Linked DNA regions of Rattus norvegicus: region 1 is linked to region 2. A link is a contact called in public Hi-C data. All regions are on one chromosome and are shown on one strand. Each heading gives the region's core, a stretch centred on a gene start, on an enhancer-like site or on the middle of the called end of the contact. The rest is flanking DNA. Distances are from core to core; before and after follow the strand shown. Region 1 holds the start of Prpf38b (pre-mRNA processing factor 38B). Region 2 overlaps Fndc7 (fibronectin type III domain containing 7).

Region 1 (3,384 bases), core at 653-3,152, 45 kb before region 2:
TGCATATGGGACTAACTGGATTTCCCTCTGAGGGGCAATCAACAGGATTCAGTATCAGGGTGAACTGGTTTCAACTCATTGCCCACTCCCCCACTCCAGTGTTCAGGCTTCCATTTCAGTCACATCTGTATGTGCTCCTGAAACTAAGATCTTCTGCTCTGAAACTTCCTAATCCAAAAGTTTCCAGGAAAGAATGATATAATATGCAACCCAGCCAGAAATTAAATAGGACAAAAAAATGCAGTTGGATTGTGGTAATTAGAATGGCTCTCAATTGAGCAGGCTGCTCACCTCATGTTATACAGGAGCAGAGGTGCACTAATAGAATCATTCTGGCAATTTCTAAAGAGTGGACTGAAGCCAGAAATATTAATATAAGTAATACAAAATTTGTTAAGGTTATATTTTAAATTATATATGAACTATTTTCTTTTTCCAGTGATGGGGCTAAAACTCTTGCTTGCTAATAGAGTTTTTACCTTTGATGTACATCCTCAGCCCCTAATGCTTATGTACATGAGTGAGCATAGGAGAACAAACATATGTTGGCATTAAACTAATGCTGCCCATGCTAAACACGTCTTCTATCATTGAACTACACCAATAGCCTGATTCTTCTTAAAGTTGGATTACTATATAGCCCAGACTAGTCTCAGCCTCTTGATTGTTCTGCCTCCGTCTCTGGAATGCTGGCATTTCAGATGTGGTCATGAAAACTAGCCTAGCCTGATTTAAATAAATACACCCTTGGTTTAAGCATTATTACATTCCTAATGTTTAATTCACACATTATGGACATTTTATTGCCACTGCTCCCCAAGACATATCCTCCCAGCTTCCTGCCAACTGTACCATTTACCATCTCTAAGCCAGATTTTGTTTTCTATGCTCAAGCTATCTTCTGCCCAAATCAGGCTTATTAGATGGTAAATAGTAGACAGTCAGAGCTCTCTGCAGTCTCTTAACTCTCAAACGCTATTAATCTTAAATTATCAGTAGCCTCTGCCAGCAGACACTGTGATTACTTTCACACCTTTTCTCCATTTCCACTCCCCACTCCCTTAACTGAGGCCTAGCCCAGTACAACGGTACCATAGAACTATCATATCACTACATGTGGTGGTTCACGACCAAAATCCCAGTATTTCGAAGGCTGTGGCAGAAAGACTGTTCTGAGTTTGAGGCCAACCTGGGCTACATGCTAGCCTCAGCCGCAGTGAGACCCTACCTAAAAATATAATAGATTTGATTCGATGGAAGCACTCCAGGCAGGGTAGCAGATTTTCTGTTTGGTTGTTTGAGACTGGGTCTCTCTAGGTAGCCTTGGCTTCAGACTCACAGATCCATCTGCTCCTTCTTCCCCAGCACTGGAACTAAAGCGGACGCCACCACACCCAGTTGAGAGTACTTAAACGCTCACAACCCAGTTAAAATATTATCCTAATATTAGGAGAAAAAAATGGGGCCGTCTACGACTTTCGGTAGGACACTATTACCTCTGCGAAAGCCTCAAGGACTCTTATCGGAGTCAATTCCCTGACTCTACTAGTCCTTCTGGAGAATCTTAACAAAATTAACTCAGGAGACCTCGACCACTCCGCAGGAGTCAGTCACGCATTAGCCCAGAACATAAATGCCACGAGACCCCTCTTCCTGTCTCGAGAAAAATCAAACTACCGATGCAAACTCTAAAACATAGCAACTGTGTCTAGACCCCTTTACCCCTGAGCCAAATTCCCAGGAGAAAGACAAGAGCCCAGCACTCAGACCACCGAAGCCGATCCTACGCGCAGCGACCTCGCGCAACCAGGAAAAGGAATCGCCTGCGCACACGAGCGGCTCTGATTGGTCACGGACTTAGCTCGAACGCCGGGACGTGTCGCGTCACTTCCGCTGAGCCCGCCATCTTGTTCCCAGGGGCAGTTGGCGGAAGAGATCGAGCTCCTTGGCTGCCCGTTCTGCCTTGCGTCTGGACTTCTCGCAGCCTGTGTTTGGTGTCCGTCTTGAGCCCGGGGTCCTTGTGTCGGCGTCCCAGTTGCAGTCCCTCGCTCGGCTGGGGCACAACGCGGCGGGCTCTTTGCCCCGACGGCCTTCCATGGAGTAGGTCCAGGACCGTTGTCCCGAAGAGCGCGATCGAGCTTGGCCCCCCTCCTCCCGCCCTCCTTCCTGCCGCGGCAACATGGCTAACAACAGCCCCGCGCTGACCGGCAACTCGCAACCGCAGCACCAGGCGGCTGCGGCCGTGGTCCAGCAGCAGCAGCAGTGTGGCGGCGGCGGCGCCACCAAGCCGGCGGTGTCGGGCAAGCAGGGCAATGTGCTGCCGCTGTGGGGCAATGAGAAGACCATGAACCTCAACCCCATGATCCTCACCAACATCCTGTCGTCGCCTTACTTCAAAGTGCAGCTCTACGAGCTCAAGACCTACCACGAGGTGGTGGACGAGATCTACTTTAAGGTACGCATCCTCTAGGCCTCGTGTTGGGGGTAAGTTCGCCAGAGCGGGTTGTCGGATGCCGTGGATGCGCCCCCTTTCCCTCCCTCCTGAGACCTGAGGATTTGGGGGAGGGGGAAAGTTGGCGGAGGGAGAAGCGAGGCTTGGGGATGGTTTGGGACGGGTCGGGCTAGGGTCGCCCTCTTTTTCCTTTTCAGGTTTTGTTTTTTGTTCTGCTTTTTTTTTTTTCTTTTAATAGCCGGGCGATCCCGCCACAATCGATCTTTAACCTACCACAACCTCCTGCCTATCTCTAGGGAGCTGTTGGGCAAGAATTCTAGGGGAGAGGAGAAAAGTAATACCAGAAGCCTGTCCAACTTCACCATTTAAAAAATGACTCCTTTTTACCTGTGTCGACTAAGCACTAACTTGGTGCTTCTGCTGCTGCCCCTCGGGCCAGCGGAATTACTGAAGTAATTACTTCAATGTCGGCCTCGTGTTCTTCGTTAAACTCCAATCCAGACAGAAATTGGCCAGTGAGTGTGTCGGGTGGGCTGGAAGGGTTGAGGGTGGCGTGGTGTGCCAGGGCAAAGAGGTGTACAGAAGGCCTGGAAATTTTTCCCAGTAGGAAGTCAGGAGTCTGAGGTCTCAGCTACCTGTGCATTGGGCATAATTAGAATGATCTGGGCCCTGGGCTTCTGCGGCAGGGTCGGTGCTGGCTTGGCTGTGCTGGGGAGCTCACCTGGCGCCTCCTCACTGCACTCTTGTCTCAGTTCTTGTTTCGTTAGCAGGATTGACTCAGTCTTGCAGCGAGGCTCGGAGCAGCCCAGGGTCGCAGGTAGAGGTATGCACTATTAATCATGCTCAATCGCCATAAATGCATTTCCCTGGTTAAATGAATGGCTAATTAGGTTTATTTTTCTGTTTGGTTTTGGGCCATTGATTTTGGTCTC
Region 2 (3,291 bases), core at 632-3,131:
AGACAAGTCTAATAAGAATGCGAGGGTGAGGCGGGAAAGTGGAGGGAGGGCGGGGATGCATGTGTTCAACCGTACTCTGAAATTCTACACAGTACTCAGGCCTGTTTGAGGTTCTGAAGGGGGTACAGTCCCTCCATTCCAGGAGCACAGTCCTTTCTTGGGAGCAGGATGATAGATGCGGTGGCCAAGATGCTCCGCACTGCAGAGGGCTTTTGAGTAGGACCCCTGAGATTAGGTCCGACTTGACCTGTGAGTTAGTCATACAGTAGGATGATGATGTGTGTCCGCCACTGCGAATGGGACGGATATTAACAATATAGGTGGAAAAGACTTGGCATGTGATGGAGCGGAATGTAAATATTTTATCTGCATTATTATTATGTCATTATTAGCATCTGTTATCTTGGTAGCCATCACTGCCCTCCTCCTTTACGCTTGCCTCTTACAGAAGTGATTGTGCTCTGTTTGTCTCTCTGGCATCAATGCTAATCACGGTGTGGTTGGCACAGAGAGATGCTAGGTCTTTGAAGAATGGTTGAGTGAGTGTCTTTGAAATGAATTGTTTACAGAATATTATAATTCTAAAATGTGCTAAGGGTGGATTATGATAAATTTTACCAGGGTGAGGGAGATAAGTAATTGGTGTTTTGGGAATTTAGAGAAGGTTGTCAACAAGGCCTCAAGAGCACAGGAGTGGCCTAGAACTGGAGTTCAAGAATGGATGGAATGTAGGCGGGCAAGAACACCAGAGATATTGAAAGCGGTGCTAGGTGTCTGTCGGTGGGGTTCTTTGGGGCCTCCCCTAAGATTTACTAATACACTTATCAACTCTGTGCACTCCTTCCCCATCCTTATCTGATTTAGTGTCTAGGTGGACTGACAGGACTTGAGGACTCAGGTTCAGCATGACTTTTATCAAACAAAAGGGATCAGATTCTCTAGCAGAGAGACCAAAAGTCTTCCAGGCATAGAGAATCGAGAGCACAGGTCGGGTGCAGACCTGAGAGGTCTGCTGCTCCCTTGGAGACAATGGTGAGGATTTGCCCCAGGTGCGGTGAGAATCAGGTCAAGGTTGGGGCTGACCAGTCGGTCCTCTTGCAGTCATTTAGGAGGACAGTAGCAGAGGGTCTGGTCATGGGGAGGTTAAGACTCGATCCCCCTGGTGGCTCCTGTAATGACCTTGGTCTCCTCTGCTTTCAGCTCCTTGTTGTCCTAGTGACATTAGCCCAGTGTTGGTGTCCAGTGACAGGGTGGAGATTGCCTGGTCTCCTGTGCGTGGTGCTGAACTCTATGAAACCAAGGCCATAGCTGGATACAGCGTTGTGGCGTGCAACGACACTGCTCCTGCTTGCACTCTCTCTGCTTTGGATTGTGACACCAAGTACAATGTCACAGTGTATTCCTTCAGTGAGGTCCGGGGCAGCAATCTGTCATGCTCTTCCCACTTTATCACAACAGGTACTGTAGGCCATCACTCACTGATGTCTCCATTGTCACCCTTGCTCTATGCCTCAGAATGGCTATGCAGCCAGGTCTACAGAAAAAGGGGCTGGGGAGGGGGCTCAGCTCTTGAGAGTGTTTACTATTCCTGCAGGGGATATAAGTTCAGGTGCCAGAACCCACATCAGGAGGTTTACAACCTCCTGTAACTACGTCCAGCTCCAGTGATCTGATGCCCTCTTCTAGCCTCTGTGGGCACTGCATGCATGTGTCCAAACCCACACTCAAGACAGAGGCAGAGAAGAAACTGTGGAAAGACGGTAACAGAGGAGCTCATGGAGAGTGAGGGTGGTTCTGGCCTAGTTACCAACCCCAGCTATTGGGTTCCTTTTGCCTGGAGACTGCCTGCCTGCACGCCAGGAGGTGTGCAGGTGTTTATCTTGGATATTATTTGAGGTTTTAAAGTTCAAAATGCTCCATTTTTCCAGTTGGCCCAAGGCTGCAGGAACCTAATGCTCTCTGCCAACATCAACAGTTTTCTGAGGAAAGGTTCTGTGAATCTGACCTGTGTACATGTATGCTTGAAAACTGTGGTTTGGGGTTTTTTGTAAGAATATTATTTAATTTTTCACAATGTCATACATACATGATATATTTTATCACTCTGTTATCGTCCTCTTTCAATCCCTTCCCTCCATCAGGTAGTGTTTTAAAAAAATAAAGCAAACTTAGCTTACCCCCTCTCCTTTTGAGATAGGTCTCTTTAACCTAGGGTTGCCTTAAACTCACAGAAATCCTCTTGCTTCAGCTTACAGAGACTAGGATTGTAGGCATGGCATAAGCCACCATATTTGGTTCCATTTCAATGTATTCTTTATTTTTTTTGAAGTGGGTCTTATAAAGCCCAGGTTTCTTAGGCTCACTGTGTAGCCAAAGATGATTCCTGGTCCTCCTGCCTCTCCCTCCCAAATGCTGGGACTCAAGGCCTGGGTTTCCCAGCCTAGTTTATACAGTGCTGGGAACAAAACCCAGGACTTCGTGAATGCTAGGCAGGTCCTCTACCTACTGATCCATACCCTACAGCCCTGATGGTCGTTTTGCTAGATGTAGAAGGGAGCAAGTAGAAGAATACATTTGAGACCAAATGGCACATGGGGTATATTTGACTCCGATGTTTTAATTACTAATCTAATACTTCTTAGCTCCTTGCAGTCCTGAAATAAAAAATATTTCGAAGGATGCATTCTCTATGATCAATGTGCACTGGCGGTCGACTAATGAAGGAGCCACTTACACAGTGACGGCCCAGGGGAAGAAGGGGTTGTTCCGGTGCAGCAGCACAGGGGAGACCTGCAGGATGGGGGGCCTGCCCTGCGGCTCCGTGTTCTCTGTCACTGCTGTGGCCGAAACTCAGGCAGGAAAGAGCCTACCCAGCTACAGTGTGCCCCTGGAGACAGGTACGTAGCAACATCAACCCGGTGAGTCCTTAGGAATTGCTTTAAGGCATGAATTTTATTTAATCTGCCCCAAATATGATGAAAATGCAATGTCCGGTGTCCTTTCAAAGAGCCCCAGTCTTAGAGGAAAAAAACTTTTGACATTTTACATGTTTTATAAACATATTGTCAGAAGCCCCCTGTCTTGCCAACGTTCACTTCAAAGGAACAAAACACTGGCCCTAGAGAAACATTCCTTAGAGTTGATATTCTCCCAAGACACTGTCAAAACAGCTAACAAGAAACCAAAGGAGCTTATTTACTACTCATGTCTCTGGTTGAGCCCTTCCAAATTTCTCTCTAAAAACCACTTTCTGAGTTTAGTGTCTAGGGCTGGACAGACAGGCCAGTGGTT

Evidence for each region. Hi-C and Micro-C count contacts between places; a contact is called where the count stands out from the background.
Region 1: a Hi-C map of liver shows a contact between it and region 2, with 2.2 times the contacts expected there. The contact joins the promoter of Prpf38b here to the enhancer-like site in region 2. A contact is called at or near these places in 9 of 12 Hi-C or Micro-C datasets (the A7r5 cell line, the Rat2 cell line, kidney and 4 more) and 1 of 1 datasets of contacts at active chromatin or transcription factors (oligodendrocytes).

Annotation. Positions count from the first base shown.
Region 1 is chr2:199,248,856-199,252,239 of GRCr8, reverse strand. Prpf38b (pre-mRNA processing factor 38B) reads left to right here and starts at 1,902. Exons shown (of 6, transcript NM_001024305.2): 1 at 1,902-2,455. The coding sequence starts at 2,180.
Region 2 is chr2:199,204,156-199,207,446 of GRCr8, reverse strand. Fndc7 (fibronectin type III domain containing 7) reads left to right here. Exons shown (of 13, transcript NM_001107717.2): 7 at 1,201-1,458; 8 at 2,643-2,897. Among named protein-coding and RNA genes, the nearest start is that of Mir6314, 12 kb to the left of the region's middle. Within about 2 kb of position 1,881, at least 4 of the 93 cell types and tissues checked have an H3K27ac peak or open chromatin away from gene starts, as enhancers often do. A contact at or near this core is called in liver, where this site is marked.